2 separate regions of the Macaca mulatta genome follow, and region 2 is linked to region 1. The links are chromatin contacts, called in public Hi-C maps. All regions are on one chromosome and are shown on one strand. The core of a region is the stretch at or near the end of the contact, and the rest is flanking DNA. Distances in the headings are between cores, read along the strand shown. Region 1 holds the start of CYB5R3 (cytochrome b5 reductase 3). Region 2 holds the start of POLDIP3 (DNA polymerase delta interacting protein 3).

Region 1 (7,211 bases), core at 1,876-4,375:
CCACCTGCAGACCCAGGGGACAGCTGCCTCCCAGTTCCTGACCTAATGCCCACAGGCCATGCTCTGCCCCACCAGGGAACCCACCACCCGCCTCTCCTTGTCTCTAATAACACAGAGGGGAAGAGGGACACAGGGTGCCAGAGTCCCAGGGAGCCCCCAGCTAATACACCATAGCTGAGGGGTTGCGTAGCTCTGCTCCCCACGCATAGAATGCCCTGCTCAGCTGCCCATCCCTATAATTCCCTACGGGGACCCTGGCCTCCACTCTGCCCAGGCCAGGTTCGGGATGGGCAGAGAAAGCTGCCAGGGCCCCCTACGTGGCAGGCCCGGTCATCCCCAGGTGCCAGTTCCCTGCCCTGGAGCTTGGACAAGCCAGTCGGGTTACTTGCTTACCTGTCGCCCGCCTGCCCGCCAGCAGTCCCACCAGAATCTGAGCGGCACCTCCCTCCTGGTTCTGTTCTAACAGGGAGGAAGTGGGAGGGAGCGGAGGAAGTTCTGCAGTGGGGGGCTCTGGCTTGGCTGGGAACTGTGGGAGAATGGAACCCAGGAGGAGGAACAGGTGGACACAGAGCTGGGATCTGGGCCACCGACTAAGCATGGGGCTGCCAAGGACAGTAGGAAAGCCCGGCAGACTCTACCTGTCAGCCTGTCAGGGTCGCTGAGCACTCACAGCCGGGCTGGGAAGCAGGGGAACCACAGTTCAGGACGGCAGGCCAAGCTCCAACGTTCTCCCAGTGTGGCTGGCAGACTCCAGGGCCAACCCCCGGCCTGGATCCCCCAAAATGTTGGGAGAGGCCTCCCACGGGGCCTGCACGTCCTAGATAAGACACCTAGTGCACCAGGCCCCCAGCCAGCCTCCTGCAGACTGTGGGGAGCCCTTAAGCCAGGAGGCCTAGCTCAGAACATGCTGGAGACATTCTGGGCCAAGCGGGGACCCCAGCAGCACCCACAAAGGGTAATCCCCACCCACCCTTGGAGAGATGGGGCTCAGGGGGTTGGTGAAGGTCTCCCGACTCCCAGGCAGGGCTCTGCCCCTCACAGGGGACTACTCAGTCATTCAACAGAAATAAATGGAATGAGGCCAGGCACGGCAGCTCACACCTGTAATCCCAGCACTTTGAGGAACTGGGACGGGAGGATCACTTGAGCTCAGAAGTTTGTGACCAGCCTGGGCAACATAGGAAGACGTTGTCTCCATTAAAAATACAAAAAATCAGGCCAGGCACAGTGGCTCACTCCTGTAATCCCAGCACTTTGGAAGGCTGAGGCAGGTGGATCATCTGAGGTCAGGAGTTCGGGATCAGCTTGGCCAAGATGGCGAAGCCCTGTATCTACTAAAAGTACAAAAAATAGCTAGGTGTGATGGCGAGTGCCTATAATCCCAGCTACTTGGGAGGCTGAGGCAGGAGAATTGCCCGAGCCCAGGAAGTGGAGGTTGCAGTGAGCTGAGATCCGGCCACTGCACTCCAACCTGGGTGACAAAGAGAGACTCCGTCTCAAAAAAAAAAAAAAAAAAAAATTCAGACGGGCGTGTTGGCGCGTGCCTGTACTCAGAATGCTGAGGTAGAAGGATCACTTGTGCCCAAGAGGGTGAGGCTGCAGTGAGCTATGATCACACCACTACACTACAGTCCGGGTGAGACCCTGTCTCAAAAAAGAACACGAGAAATGTGTAGAGCAGCCAGGTGCTGGGGAAGTGGCCATAAATCCAACCACCAGCTGGAAGGTAAGGAGCACCACCAAAAACAGCAGGGAAGGGTTGAGTGGAGCCCAGGGGAAGCTTTGGAGACACAGGCAGGACATTTCAACAATAAAGGAGGCAGGTGCTTTCTGGGGAAGAATGGGGAGAGTGTTGCATGAAGGCTGGGGTGATGCCCACAGGTTCACCCTGGGGTCTGAATACCCCCAAGTTCTGGGTTAAGCCACATTTTCCTGAGCAACCGCCCAAGCCAAGAGGCCTTTTGCCTGGTTCCCCAAGGAGGAGCCTCTAGCGCCAGAGGGAGGGCCCAGGTGCCCTCCAAGTGGCAGATGCCAGGTGTGGAGGTGGAGGTGGAGGGGTGCTGGGCTGATTCCTTCTGTGTCTGCCTCCCCACACACAGCGGGTCACAGTTGAGGGGGGAGCTGCCCTCTGCAGCTGCAGCCTCCACGTGTCCACACAGACTCAAGCCTCCAGCCCCATCATGATCAACTTTTGAGAAACTGGAGAGAGGAAGTCGCCTGGGGGGAAGGGAAGGTGGTTCTAGGCCAGCCCAGAAGTGACAGCAGCAGAGTGGACTTTGAAACCCCATGGAGCAGGCTCCCTCGGGCGGCGGCGCTGTGGGACGGTGGCCAAGACTAGCATGCATTTCCCCATCTGTGAAATGGGGCAAACGGCACTGATACCATAAAGTGTGAGGTCCCCAGCACAGCTTGCAGAGTCAGTGGGAGCCTGGCCTCGCTGGCAGCCTGGCCCACTGCGCACTGGAAGGACGCCCCAGCGTCATCGGGGTTCTGTTCCTTGTTGCTAAAACGTGCAAAACCCTCTGACTCAGTGACATCGCGCACACACACGTTGTCACAGTCACATCGCCCATTCATATACTCCCGACACACACACATCACACGTTTCCATGCCCGCCCTTCACACCCACCGTCACACTCACACACTCTCAAGCCACAGTCATTCGCACGCTCGCTCACACACTCACACTCAGACGCACACACACTCACAACCACGGGTCCCTCCAGCAGCCAAGGCCCCACGGCGGCCAGGGCAGGGCTCGGGTGCTCCCCGTTGCTGGGCTCTGCCGCGCACCCCGGGCAGGAGGGCTGGTTCCCCGCTACAGACGACCAGGGCGTGAGTCGCGGTCACCACGTTGCTCCCCCGGGCAGGGCTAGGGTGCGGTGGGGTGGGGCGCGGCGGGCTGGGCGGGCGGAGTGGGTGCGGCCGGTTGAGATGGGGCCGGGTTCGGCCCGGGTCCCGCGCCCCCTCCCGCAGGCCAGCCCGCCCCCTCGCCAATGGGTCCCTGTCCCTCGCGACGCCCTGCGGCCCCGGCGACCCCTCCCCGCCTACCGTGCTCAGCTGGGCCCCCATGGTGGCCCTGCGCTGCGCTCCCTCTGCAGCTGCTGCCGAGACCGTCGCGCCCCAGCCCGCGTCACCCCGGAGCAGGGGCGGGGCCGAGGGGCCAGGCGGGCGCGCGGGGCGGGCGCGGGGGCGGGTACCGGGTCGCTCCGCCCGCTTCTGCCGCGCACTGGAGACGGGGAAGTGGGGATGCGCCCCTCTGCGCTCGGAGCTCTCCCGCCGCTGTGCGGCCCCACGCGGGACGGTGGCCTCTCTGGGCCTCGTTCGCCGCCATAAAGGAAGCAAGATGGCGCCCCCCGAACGGGAGCGAGAATAAGAAGCGGAATCTTCGCCAGGCCTCCGAGCCTGCAGGGGCCGGCCCTGCCTGGCCTGGCCTGGGCCTGGGCCTGGGCCTGTGCCTGCAGCTGCTCAGCGCAGCCTTTCCCCAGGCCTTTGAACTTGCAATTCCCTGGGCAGCACTGTTCCCAGCTGCCTCTGACCGGGCCGTTCTGATTGCTCACGTCCCAGGTCAAATGCTGCGGTCTCAGCACGGCCCGCCCAGAGCCTCCTCCCCGGCGGCGCCTCCGCTCCCCACCCTATTGTCCCACTGTGGAGTGGTCTTTGTCCCACGTAGCTGAAGGCCTCCTGCGTGTTTCCCCCACTCCCACCCTATCTCAGTGGACTGTGGGCTCCCGGAGGGCAAGGCCCTGTCTGGTTTGAAGTCCCCTACATCCCCGGAGCCTAGCACAGAGCCTACCACATAGTAGGTGCTCAATAAATGCTTATTTTTCTTTCTTTTTTTTTTTTTTAAAGCAGGGTCTTACTCTTGCCCAGGCTGGAATGCAGGAGCCTGATTACAGCTCACTTTAGCCTCAACCTCCCAGGCTCAAGCGTTCCTCCTGCCTCAGCCTCCTGAGTAGCTGGGCACGTGCCACCACGTCCAGCTAATTTTTTTTTTTTTTTTTTTTGAGATGGAGTTTCACTCTTGTTGCCCAGGCTGGAATGCAATGACGCGATCTCGGCTTGCCGCACACTCCTTCTCCAGGGTTCAACAGATTCTCCTGCCTCAGCCTCCCGAAATTACAGGCATGTGCTACCACGCCCGGCTAACTGGCTAATTTTTTTTTTTTTTTTTTTTTTTTTGAGACGGAGTCTTGCTCTGTTGCCCAGGCTGGAATGCATTGGCACTATCTCGGCTCACTGCAAGCTCCGCCTCCTGGGTTCACACCATTCTCCTGCCTCAGCCTCCCGAGTAGCTGGGACTACAGGCGCCCACCACCACGCCCGGCTAATTTTTTGTATTCTTAGTAGAGACAGGGTTTCACCATGTTAGCCAGGATGGTCTCGATCTCCTGACCTCGTGATCTGTCCTCCTCGTCCTTCCAAAGTGCTGGGATTACAGGCGTGAGCCACCGCGCCCGGCCTAATTTTGTATTTTTAGTAGAGACGGGGTTTCAACATGTTGGTCAGGCTAGTCTCGAACTTCCGACCTCAGGTGATCCGCCTGCCTCGGCCTCCCAAAGTGCTGGGATTACAGGCGTGAGCCATCGCGCCCGGCCATTTTTGTATTTTTTTGTAGAGATGGGTTTCACTATGTTTCCTAGGCTGGTCTGGAACTCCTGGGTTCAAGCCATCCTTCCACCTTGGCCTCCCAAAGTGCTGGGATTACAGGCGTGAGCCACGATGAGCAGCCTAAATACTTGTTGAATGGGTGAATTCAACGGACAGTGGGCACCTTCTTCGTGTAGGCTCATGCTGGGCCCTAGAGGTCATTCTCTGGCCTTGCTCTCCTAGTAGGGTCTTGGACCCAGATATGAGCTCCTGGTGCTCTGAGGGGGTGGGGTGGGCCGTGTGTTCAGGCATTGTGGCACAGACCAGGCAGAGAAAGGGAGAAGCGCCTTGCTGGCAGGGCCTGGAGGTGGAGACAGGTGAACAGAGGCCTGATGTGCAAGGTTAGAGAGGCCGAGCCGGCGGCATAGTGGTGCGATGTGACGTTGTGGAGGCAATGTGGAGCCCCAGGTGGAAAGAACTGGAATGTCAAGGAGAATGGGGAGCCCTGCAGGATCTAGGCAGGTGAGGGAGTGACTTACTGGGTTTATTTGTTTACCTAGAGATGAGATCTCGCTCTGTTGCCCAGGCTGGAGTGTAGTGATGCAATCACAGCTCACTGCAGCTCAAGCCATCCTCCCACCACAGCCTCCCAGAGCACTGGAATTACAGGCATAAGCCACCATGTCCGCCCGCCTACCCACCCACCTGACCTACTGGTTTTTTTTCTGTTTGTTTGTTTTGTGGTTTTTTTTTTGAGACGGAGTCTTGCTCTGTTGCCAGGCTAGAGTGCAGTGGTGCAATCACGGCTCACTGCAACCTCCGCCTCCTGGGTTCAAGCAATTTTCCTGCCTTGGCTTCCCAAGTACCTGGGACTACAGGTGTGCACCACCATGCCCAGCTGATTAGTATTATTATTTTATTATTATTATATATTTTTTTGAGACGGAGTTTCGCTCTTGTTGCCCAGGCTGGAGTGCAATGGTGTGATCTCAGCTCACTGCAGCCTCTGCCTCCCAGGTTCAAGCGATTCTCCTGCCTCAGCCTCCTGAGTAGCTGGGATTACAAGCATGTGCCACCACACCCAAATACAATTTTATTGTTGTATAAAATACAATAATTTATACAACAATAAAATTATTGTATTTTTAGTAGAAACAGGGTTTCTCCATGTTGGTCAGGCTGTTCTAGAACTCCTAACCTCAGGTGATCCGCCCACCTCGGCACCACGCCCAGCACGCCCAACTAATTTTTGTGTTTTTAGTAGAGACGGAGTTTCACCATGTTGGCCAGGATGGTCTCGATTTCTTGACCTCATGATCCACCTGCCTCTGCTTCCCAAAGTGCTAGGATTATAAGCGTGAGCCACCGTGCCCAGCTGACCTACTGGTTTTAAAGAGGGAACTCTGGGGGCAGTGCGGAGGGAGGGACCTACTACCGTAGAATACAAGAGTGAATCTTGGCCTGGGATCAGTCAAGCATTATTTCAATTTTATTTTATTTATTTTTGTATAACTTTGTGGAAAGTATCCTGCATTCATGACGGATCTTTCTGGGTTTTGCCACGTATTTTCATGTTAAAGTTAAATTATTTTTTGCATGCAAGTAATCTGAATAGTTTTACCCCCATGGGAACACTGATTGTAGAAAGATGACACTACATGGGTTAGGTGTCTTTTTTTAATTGAAAAACTAACCAAAAAAGGAAAAGAAAAACACACACACAGGCCAGGCGCGGTGGCTCACGCCTGTAATCCCAGCACTTTGGGAGGCCGAGGTGAATGGATCATCTGAGGTCAGGAGTTGGAGACTCAAAAAAAAAAAAAAAAAAAAAAAAACAGAAAAGAAAGAAAAGCAAGGCTAATACATTGTCCAGTTGCATATTTCTCTCTCAAAAAAAAAAAACTGGGTAGTAACTGAGTCTCTAGGCAATATATTCAAAGCTAACAGGATTAAAAGTAACATAAAATTTTAAAATCATCAGATGCAGTTAAGGGAGCCCTGCTACATACAGGCAAGTCAATACTAGTGCTGCTCCTGGACTCCAGGAAGGTGGAACACATCTTAACAACTCCTCTGAAGGCCGGGCGCCGTGGCTCACGCCTGTAATCCCCCAGCACTTTGGGAGGCTGAGGCGGGCAGATCACAAGGTCAGGAGTCTGAGACCAGCCTGGCCAACATGGCCAACGTGGTGAAACCCCATCTCTACTAAAAATACAAAAATTAGCCAGGTGTGGTGGCGGGCGCCTGTAGTCCCAGATACTGGGGAGGCTAAGGCAGGAGAATCGCTTGAACCCGGGAGGCAGATGTTGCAGTGAGCCGAGATCTCACCACTGCACTCCAGTCTGGGCGACAGAGCAAGACTTTGTTTCAAAAACTAAAAAAGATAACTCCACTCAGAATAATTTACTTCAAGTAGCCTTTTTTTCTTTTTCTTTTTCTTTTTTTTTTTTTTTTGAGATGGAGTTTTGCTCTGTTGCCCGGGCTGGAGTGCGGTGGCATCATCACAGCTCACTGCAGCCTCCATCTCCCAGGGCTCAGATGATTCCCTACCTCAGCCTCCCAAGTAGCTGGAACTACAGGCATGCATTACCATGCACCACCACGCCCAGCTAGTTTTGTT
Region 2 (7,211 bases), core at 1,783-4,282, 37 kb before region 1:
ACAAAGCAATATTCTCGTGCTAAAAATTGAATCACGTTACTCCTTAAGAAGCCTTCAATGACAATAACGAAAACTAACATCTATCAAGCACTTAAGTGCCCGTTGTCAGAAACTTTTCAATGCATTTTAGGTATATTAATTCACTCGATCCTGACAATAACCTAATAAAGTAGACATTACTCATGTTTTATAGATAAGTAAAGAGAGCAAGGCATGGTTAAGTAACTTGCAGAGGGTTCTACGGAAAGTGGGAGAAGCGGGGATTGGAACCCTGACGGTGACTCCAGAGTCCCAGTGCTCACCTATGCTCCAGGGGCACTGTGTGCTTCTATTCCTTTAAGGAAAGGTTCAAGATAATTACCAGCCTTTGCTGAACACTTGCCACATGGCACAAACTTTAAAACATACCTTCTGGCGGGCCGTGGTGGCTCATGCCTGTAATCCCAGGACTTTGGGAGGCCGAGGGGGGTGGATCACCTGAGGTGAGGAGTTCCAGACCAGCCTGGCCAACATGGTGAAACCCCATCTCTACTTAAAATACAAAAATTAGACAGGTGTGGTGTTAGGCACCTGTAATCCCAGCTACTTGGGAGGCTGAGGCAGCAGAATCGCTTAAACCCGGAAGGCAGAGGTTGCAGTGTGCCAAGGCTGTGCCACTGCACTCCAACCTGGACAATACAGTGAGACTCCATCTCAAAACAAAAACAAAAAAAACCCGGCCGGGTCCAGAGGCTCAAGCCTGTAATCCCAGCACTTTGGGAGGCCGAGACGGTCGGATCACGAGGTCAGGAGATCAGGACCATCCTGGCTAACACCGTGAAACCCCGTCTCTACTAAAAAATACAAAAAATTAGACGGGCGAGGTGGCGGGCGCCTGTAGTCCCAGTTATTGGGGAGGCTGAGGCAGGAGAATGGCGTAAACCCGGGAGGCGGAGCTTGCAGTGAGCTGAGATCCGGCCACTGCACTCCAGCCCAGGCGACAGAGCGAGACTCCGTCTCAAACAAAAAACCAAAAAAACCAAAAAAAACCTTTCTCACATTTAATTCCTTCAACCAGGAATCACCATTACAAATGAGGAAACTGCCTAGTTTAGAAGTCCCCTGGCCAGGGAAACAGAACCCAACTGTTTCACGTGCCAGGTATATCCAACTGCAAGGCCCCTGTTCCTGTGGATCCACACATACCCCTCACCCCATTCCTGCAGCCCCACCTACTGCCCAACACAAAACTCTGCACACACTAAAGCCAAAACCGTACAGATCAAATAGACTACAGTGCGGTCCACCTGTAGTCAGAAACTGGGGGAGTGACCTCAGAGAGAGAAGAACCTGGTGTCAATCATTCTGTCGTTTCCAAAGGAACCTACAAAACCTGGATGGATTTAGAAGTGGCCAGAGGAGCCAGCGCCAACTTCACATCAGACACTAGGCGGAGATGTGAGAAAGCTTTCGCAGTCAGTAGCTGAGGAAACAAATACTAATGCATGCCCGTTATGAACCAGAAGCCCGGTAAGTGCTGGCTGCGAATTACCAGGTGGTGGTGGCAGTTGTAGTTGATACAAGTGTCCAGATGGGGAAGGAGGTGAGGGATACATTTCAGACATCAAGAGAAAAACCTAGCCACAGGCACACGGGTGATATGAATAAACATCCGCTGAATGGCCGGGCCTGTGGCTCACGCCTGTAATCCCAGCACTTTAGGAGGCCGAGGCGGGTAGATCACATGAGGTCAGGAGTTCGAAACCAGCATGACCAACATAGTGAAACCTCCGTCTCTACTAAAAATACAAAAATTAGCCAGGCGTGGTGGTGCACACCTGTAGTCCCAGTTACTCGGGAGGCTGAGGCAGGAGAATCGCTGGAACCGGGGAGGCGGGGGTTGCAGTGAGCAGAGACCGCACCACTGCACTCCAGCCTGGGCGACGGAGCAACACTCCGTCTCAAAAAATAAATAAAAATAAACATCTGCTGAGAAAACATATGTCTGAGAAAACAGTATCTAACATATTTACATCCTGGCTATTTACAAAGACTTAAACTTAATGCGTGTTGGGAAACTATTGGGCAAAGTTCTCACTTCTTCATACAGGTGAACTCAGCTCACAAAGACTTGAAATGACTAATAACATTTAACGGTCATGGGGAAGTTTGGGAGACATGACTGCAAATCACCTCCATGGCTCCTCACCCAGCTCAAGCACTTTCTTCTCCCTAAGGAAATAACCAATCTCCAGCCCAGCCCACTTGTTTTTCAAGCCCATGCAGGAGGCCAACTCAGCCAGCAATTAAATCGCACTCAGCCCCGCCGCTCAGTTCTCCGTGGTCTCGGGCAAGTCACTCTACCACTCCCAGCCTCAAGTTCCCCATCAGTAAAAGTGGAGTAACATGAATTGCTAGCAGACAACAGGACCGTGAAAGATCAAACGAGGCATCGTTTATACGAACAGGCTTAGAAAACTTAAGACGCCGCACAAAGGGAGGCGAGTGTTAACAGAGGCCGCGTGGACGGGGATTTGGGCTTGCGCCTCAGCTTCGGCCGTCGGAGCAAGTCACTTCCCTGCTGCTAAACTTCGGTTGCCTCAACTATAAGATAGGTGGAGACCAAGCAGCCCCGAGATCACGGAGCGGGGCCCAAATGCCAGTCCAGACAGGCCAGGGGGCTGCACCGCCGAGACTCCCGGACCCCGGAACGCGGGGGCCCTAGGGTGCAGCCCCTCAAGTCCACGAGGCGGCACCCTGTCCAGCCGCGGCCCCGTCGGCCTCCCAGGCCCGCCGGAGGGACTGCACCTCGGCCAGTGGGCGGGCGGTCGGGGCCGCTGCGGCGACGGCGGCGGCCCGGCCAATGAGGAGCGCGGCTGCTGTTGGGGGCGGGCGCACCCGGTCCTCCGCGTCGCGCCCGGGCCGCTCCCTCCCCCGCCTCGAGCTCCACTATGCCGCGGACCCGAAACCCCGAAGAAAAGAAAGGTCTCTCACCGTCCTTTCGCCACCGCCCCGCGCTTCCTGATGAGTTCGTCCAGGGAGATGTCCGCCATCTTGCTCCGCCGAGCGAGCCGAAAGCTGCCGAGACACCCCCAGCCCGCGAGCCCGCCCCTTCGGCCGCTACAGAGCGACGAACTACTTCCGACGTCCGCCGACCAACTCTCGCGACAGCCAGCTAAACGCAAGCAAGAACCGGAAGGGGCGGGGACGCTCCCCGTGAGCCTTCGCGGAGCTGGCTGCTCATCTGCATACAGAAGGTCGGCACATTATGAATTATTTATTCTCTCCGAAGAAAAAACATTAAATGAAAAGCAACAAAATAATTTCATTAACGAGTAAGACAAACTTCAATGGAAGTGGATCATTACCTCAACGGTCAACTATGATACTCATCATACGCCAAATGAGAATATGATTCATTACCTAGGAAATAAGCGTTACTGTTTCTTTATGCCTTAAACTTATGAGTAAGGAAAATAACGATTCGGGGTGACGCCCGAATCCTCACTGCTAATGTGAGACGAATTTTTGAGCGGGTAAAGGTCGCCCCTAAGGTGACCCGCCTACTTTGCGGGATGCCTGGGAGTTGCGATCTGCCCGATTCCTTTACATCTGAAAAGTAGACTGGGCGCGGGGTGGCGCAATTTCTGTTTGTTTCCGGTGCACAGTGGGTGCGTTCTCATGCCTGTTTTCTTCTCCTGCCAACGCCGCCAGTTCCTAGGGAGTCTAGTCACCGGCTGAGGACGCTCTGCACTTCGTCGCTGTCTCCAACTGCGCATTGAGTCAGTCCAAGGTTGCCCACAATATTGACGTTGTGACCCACGAAACTGGCAATTTCCATACATGCGGACTTAACCCAGTTCTCCCAAACTTCCCTGTATAACCGCTTCTCTGTGCTTCAGAAAGATATGTCCGTCCCCGGCCTCACACAGCAGCTCAGTTAATGACAGCGTGTCTTCACTTTGCTACCTTATAATGTAGTGCTCTTGGGGGTGAGAGCCGGACGACTGCCTGTCTCGCGTCCCGGTGGCGGCGTGACCGGTGGCGGCGTGACCGTCACGAGCAAAGCACTTCATCTCTCTGCCTCTGTCTTCCTAATATGTATTATGGAGCAAATAATTTATAGGGCGTTGGGAGAGTTAAAGAGACTAATTCATTTAAGTGTTAAATACAGGGAATGACTTTTGCATTGATACAACCCCAGCCTCCAGCATGCGCCAGGCATGAGGTAGGTGTTCGGCACATATTTGTCCAATCACTCTAAAAATACACTCCATGCCCTTAGAACAGATGGGGTTAAGTCCTCTTGGCCATCAGGCATCAGGAGCTCCGTACAGAAACTGGGTAAGAGGCCAGTGACGGTGGCTCACGCCTGTAATCCCAGCACTTTGGGAGGCCGAAGCGGGTGGATCACCTGAGGTCAGGAGGTTGAGACCAGCCTGGCCAACACGGAGAAACTCCGTCTCTACTGAAATTAAAAAAAAAAAAAAAAAAAAAAAATTAAAAAAAAAAAAGCCAGGTGTGGTGGCACGGCCTGAAATCCCACCTACTCAGGAGACTAAGGCAGAAGAATCACTGGAACTCGGGAGGCGGAGGTTGCAGTGAGCCGACATCGCGCCATTGCACTCCAGCCTGGGCAACACAGCAAGACTCCATTACAAAAAAAAAAAAAAAAAAAGAAAGAAAGAAAGAGGGTAAGAGCGATCGTACAATCCTTCTGCCTCAGCCTCCCGAGTAGTTGGGACTACAGGCTCACCCCACCACTCCGGGCTCCTTCCCAGGCCTCTTCCTCACCCATAAAACGGGACCATTAAGCCTTTCCTCCCTTCCAGGCGTGCCAGGAGGAACGCGCGACGGGAGGACAGGCTGGCCAGTGGGGTCAGCTGGGCAGTGTAGAGCAGATGCGGAGGACAATTTTATTTTTGTTTTTATTTTTGAGATGGAGTCCCGCTCTGTCGCCCAGGCTAGAGTGCAGTGGCATGATCTCAGCTCACTGCAGCCTCCGCCTCCCGGGTTCAAGCGATTCTTCTATCTCAGCCTCCCGAGGAGCTGGGATTACAGGCGCGTGCCACCACGCCTGGCTAATTTTTGTATTTTTAGTGCAGACAGGGGTTTCACCATGTTGACCAGGCTGGTCTCAAACTCCTGACCTCAGGCGATCTGCCCGCCTCGGCCTCCCAAAGTGCTAAGATAACAGGCGTGAGCCACCGCGCCCGGCCGACTTTTTTTTTTTTTTAAGTCAGCACAACTGATCATAAACATGTAATCTAAGTCTGGGATGGCCCCTCCCCCGGGGCATTTCAGAGCTTTGTTTGGACTTTTGGTCCCAAAGACAGGGATGGCGGGCACGTGGGGGTGGGGACTGGTGGGGCTCTGGCCCTCCCAACGTCCCGGGGCATCCCCAGAGTGAAGCCCCTTGCGGATCTCCCAGCCAGGGCCCCACTCCCTGTCTTTTGTGGACTCGCAGGACTTTTTGCTCAGTGAGAACAAACGGAGTTTCTAGCAGAGCAGCTGCGCCGCAGCGGAAGGAATTCGGGTCCCGCCCGGGAAGCCGCGCCCCAGTCGGTAGAGCCTGGCAGCGTCTGCGGCCGCGACTCCGGGGATTCTGCTCCTGCCCCATGTATCCCCGGGACCGGCTCAGCGTTTGCGTGCAGAAATAGTCTGTTTCACCAGAGTCTTTTTTTTTTTTTTTTTTTTTTTGAGACAGTGTCTCACTCTGTTGCCCAGGCTGGAGTGCAGTGGCTTGATCTTGGCTCACTGCAAGCTTAGTCTCCCACGTTCAAGCGATCCTCCTGCCCCAGCACCCCCAGTAGCTGGGATTACAGGCACACGTCACCAAGCCCTGCTAATTTTTGTATTTTTAGTAGAGACGGGGTTTCACCATGCTGGTCTCGAACTCCTGACCTCAGGTGATCCACCCACTTCGGCCTCCCAAAGTGCTGAGATTACAGGTGTGAGCCACCGCACCCAGTCTCCTTTCTTGCTCTTTTATAACTCATTTGGAGCTGTGTTGATTTTTAAATTCTTCGCATAGGTAGGTGACACTGCCTGTGAATTCTGGAGTGTAAAGGACCCGTTACAACTGTTATTTTAAAGGTGTTGTCCAGGTGCAGTGGCTCATGCCTGTGATCCCAGCACTTTGGGAGGCCGAGGCAGGTGGGTCACCTGAGGTCAGGAGTTTCAGACCAGCCTGACCAACATGGTGAAACCCCGTCTCTACCAAAACTACAAAAAATTAGCCGGTGTGGTGGTGCACACCTGTAATCCCAGGTATTCCGGAGACTGAGGCAAGAGAATCACTTGAACCCGGGAGGCAGAGGTTGCAGGGAGCCGAGATTGTGTCACTGCACTCCAGCCTGGGAGACAGAGCGAGACTTCGTCTCAAAAATAATAAATAAAGGTGTTGAGTCTGAATGGAGAATAGCCGCCATAAAGCCCTCTCCCGTTTTCTGAATGGGGAAATAGACCTGCAGGGGGTAGGAATCAGGTCCAATTCATCCCCTTTTCCCAGGTCCCGGAGGTAGCCTCTTGTGGGCTCAGGCAGGCCTGTGTTCAAATCCTGTGCCTTTCAGCCTCAGAGAGGGACAGAAATGAGGATGAGACCTAATGTGTGTCCACTGCTAGCACAGTCCCCGGCCACAGTGTGGAAAAGGCCATTTTGGGTCTGAGATTCCTTTTCCTGCCCCTGTAGGTAGTGAGGTGGCCAGAGACAGAATGGAAAATGAGAGGTGAAAGGAGACAGGGCTTTCCTAGTCCTTGGGGTTGGTCTTGGGCCCTCCTTCCTGTGAACCTGCCCCGTCCCCTCTTCTCCCCCACTCCCCTCCAGCCACACTGACCTCGCTGTGCTCCTGGGGCCACCCAGCAAGTCTCCATAGCACCAGCCTAGCCCCGCCTCCCTCTTCAGCCTCATCATCACTGCCTCCTCCAGCCACCCACCTTCTTTGATCTATTTCTGAAAGTTTATTCCACAAGCTGGTTCCAATGGCAGGGCCTTTGCACCTGCTGTTTCCACCACTTGAACACCCACCCACCCCGGCAGGGCCAGCTCTCTCTTCCCATCCCAGCCCAAATCCATCTCCTTGGGGCCTTCCTGCTACCCCATTTTAAGAACAGCCCCACACCCACTTTGCCTCATCACCTCTGTAATTTACCACCGTGCAGATGGCATCCTCTGACTTCCCTGAGCCTCGAGACTCATCTGATCTTGACGGGAGGCAGCAGCCTAGTGGTGG

What was found. Hi-C and Micro-C count contacts between places; a contact is called where the count stands out from the background.
Region 2: a contact with region 1 is called in a Hi-C map of fetal cortex germinal zone, with 2.0 times the contacts expected there. The contact joins the promoter of POLDIP3 here to the promoter of CYB5R3 in region 1. A contact is called at or near these places in 7 of 14 Hi-C or Micro-C datasets (CD4 T cells, blood, cortical neurons and 3 more).

Annotation. Positions count from the first base shown.
Region 1 is chr10:8,829,203-8,836,413 of T2T-MMU8v2.0, reverse strand. It overlaps CYB5R3 (cytochrome b5 reductase 3), which reads right to left and starts at 3,125. Exons shown (of 9, transcript NM_001172169.1): 1 at 3,053-3,125. The coding sequence starts at 3,073. All of the region lies in intron 1 of LOC144331623 (a long non-coding RNA gene), which reads left to right. It overlaps LOC144331618 (a long non-coding RNA gene), which reads left to right and starts at 3,822. Exons shown (of 3, transcript XR_013398928.1): 1 at 3,822-4,126.
Region 2 is chr10:8,866,479-8,873,689 of T2T-MMU8v2.0, reverse strand. It overlaps POLDIP3 (DNA polymerase delta interacting protein 3), which reads right to left and starts at 3,032. Exons shown (of 9, transcript NM_001190901.2): 1 at 2,974-3,032. The coding sequence starts at 3,032. It overlaps LOC114670714 (U12 minor spliceosomal RNA), which reads left to right and starts at 3,430; the gene lies at 3,430-3,579. It also overlaps a transcript of CYB5R3 not described here.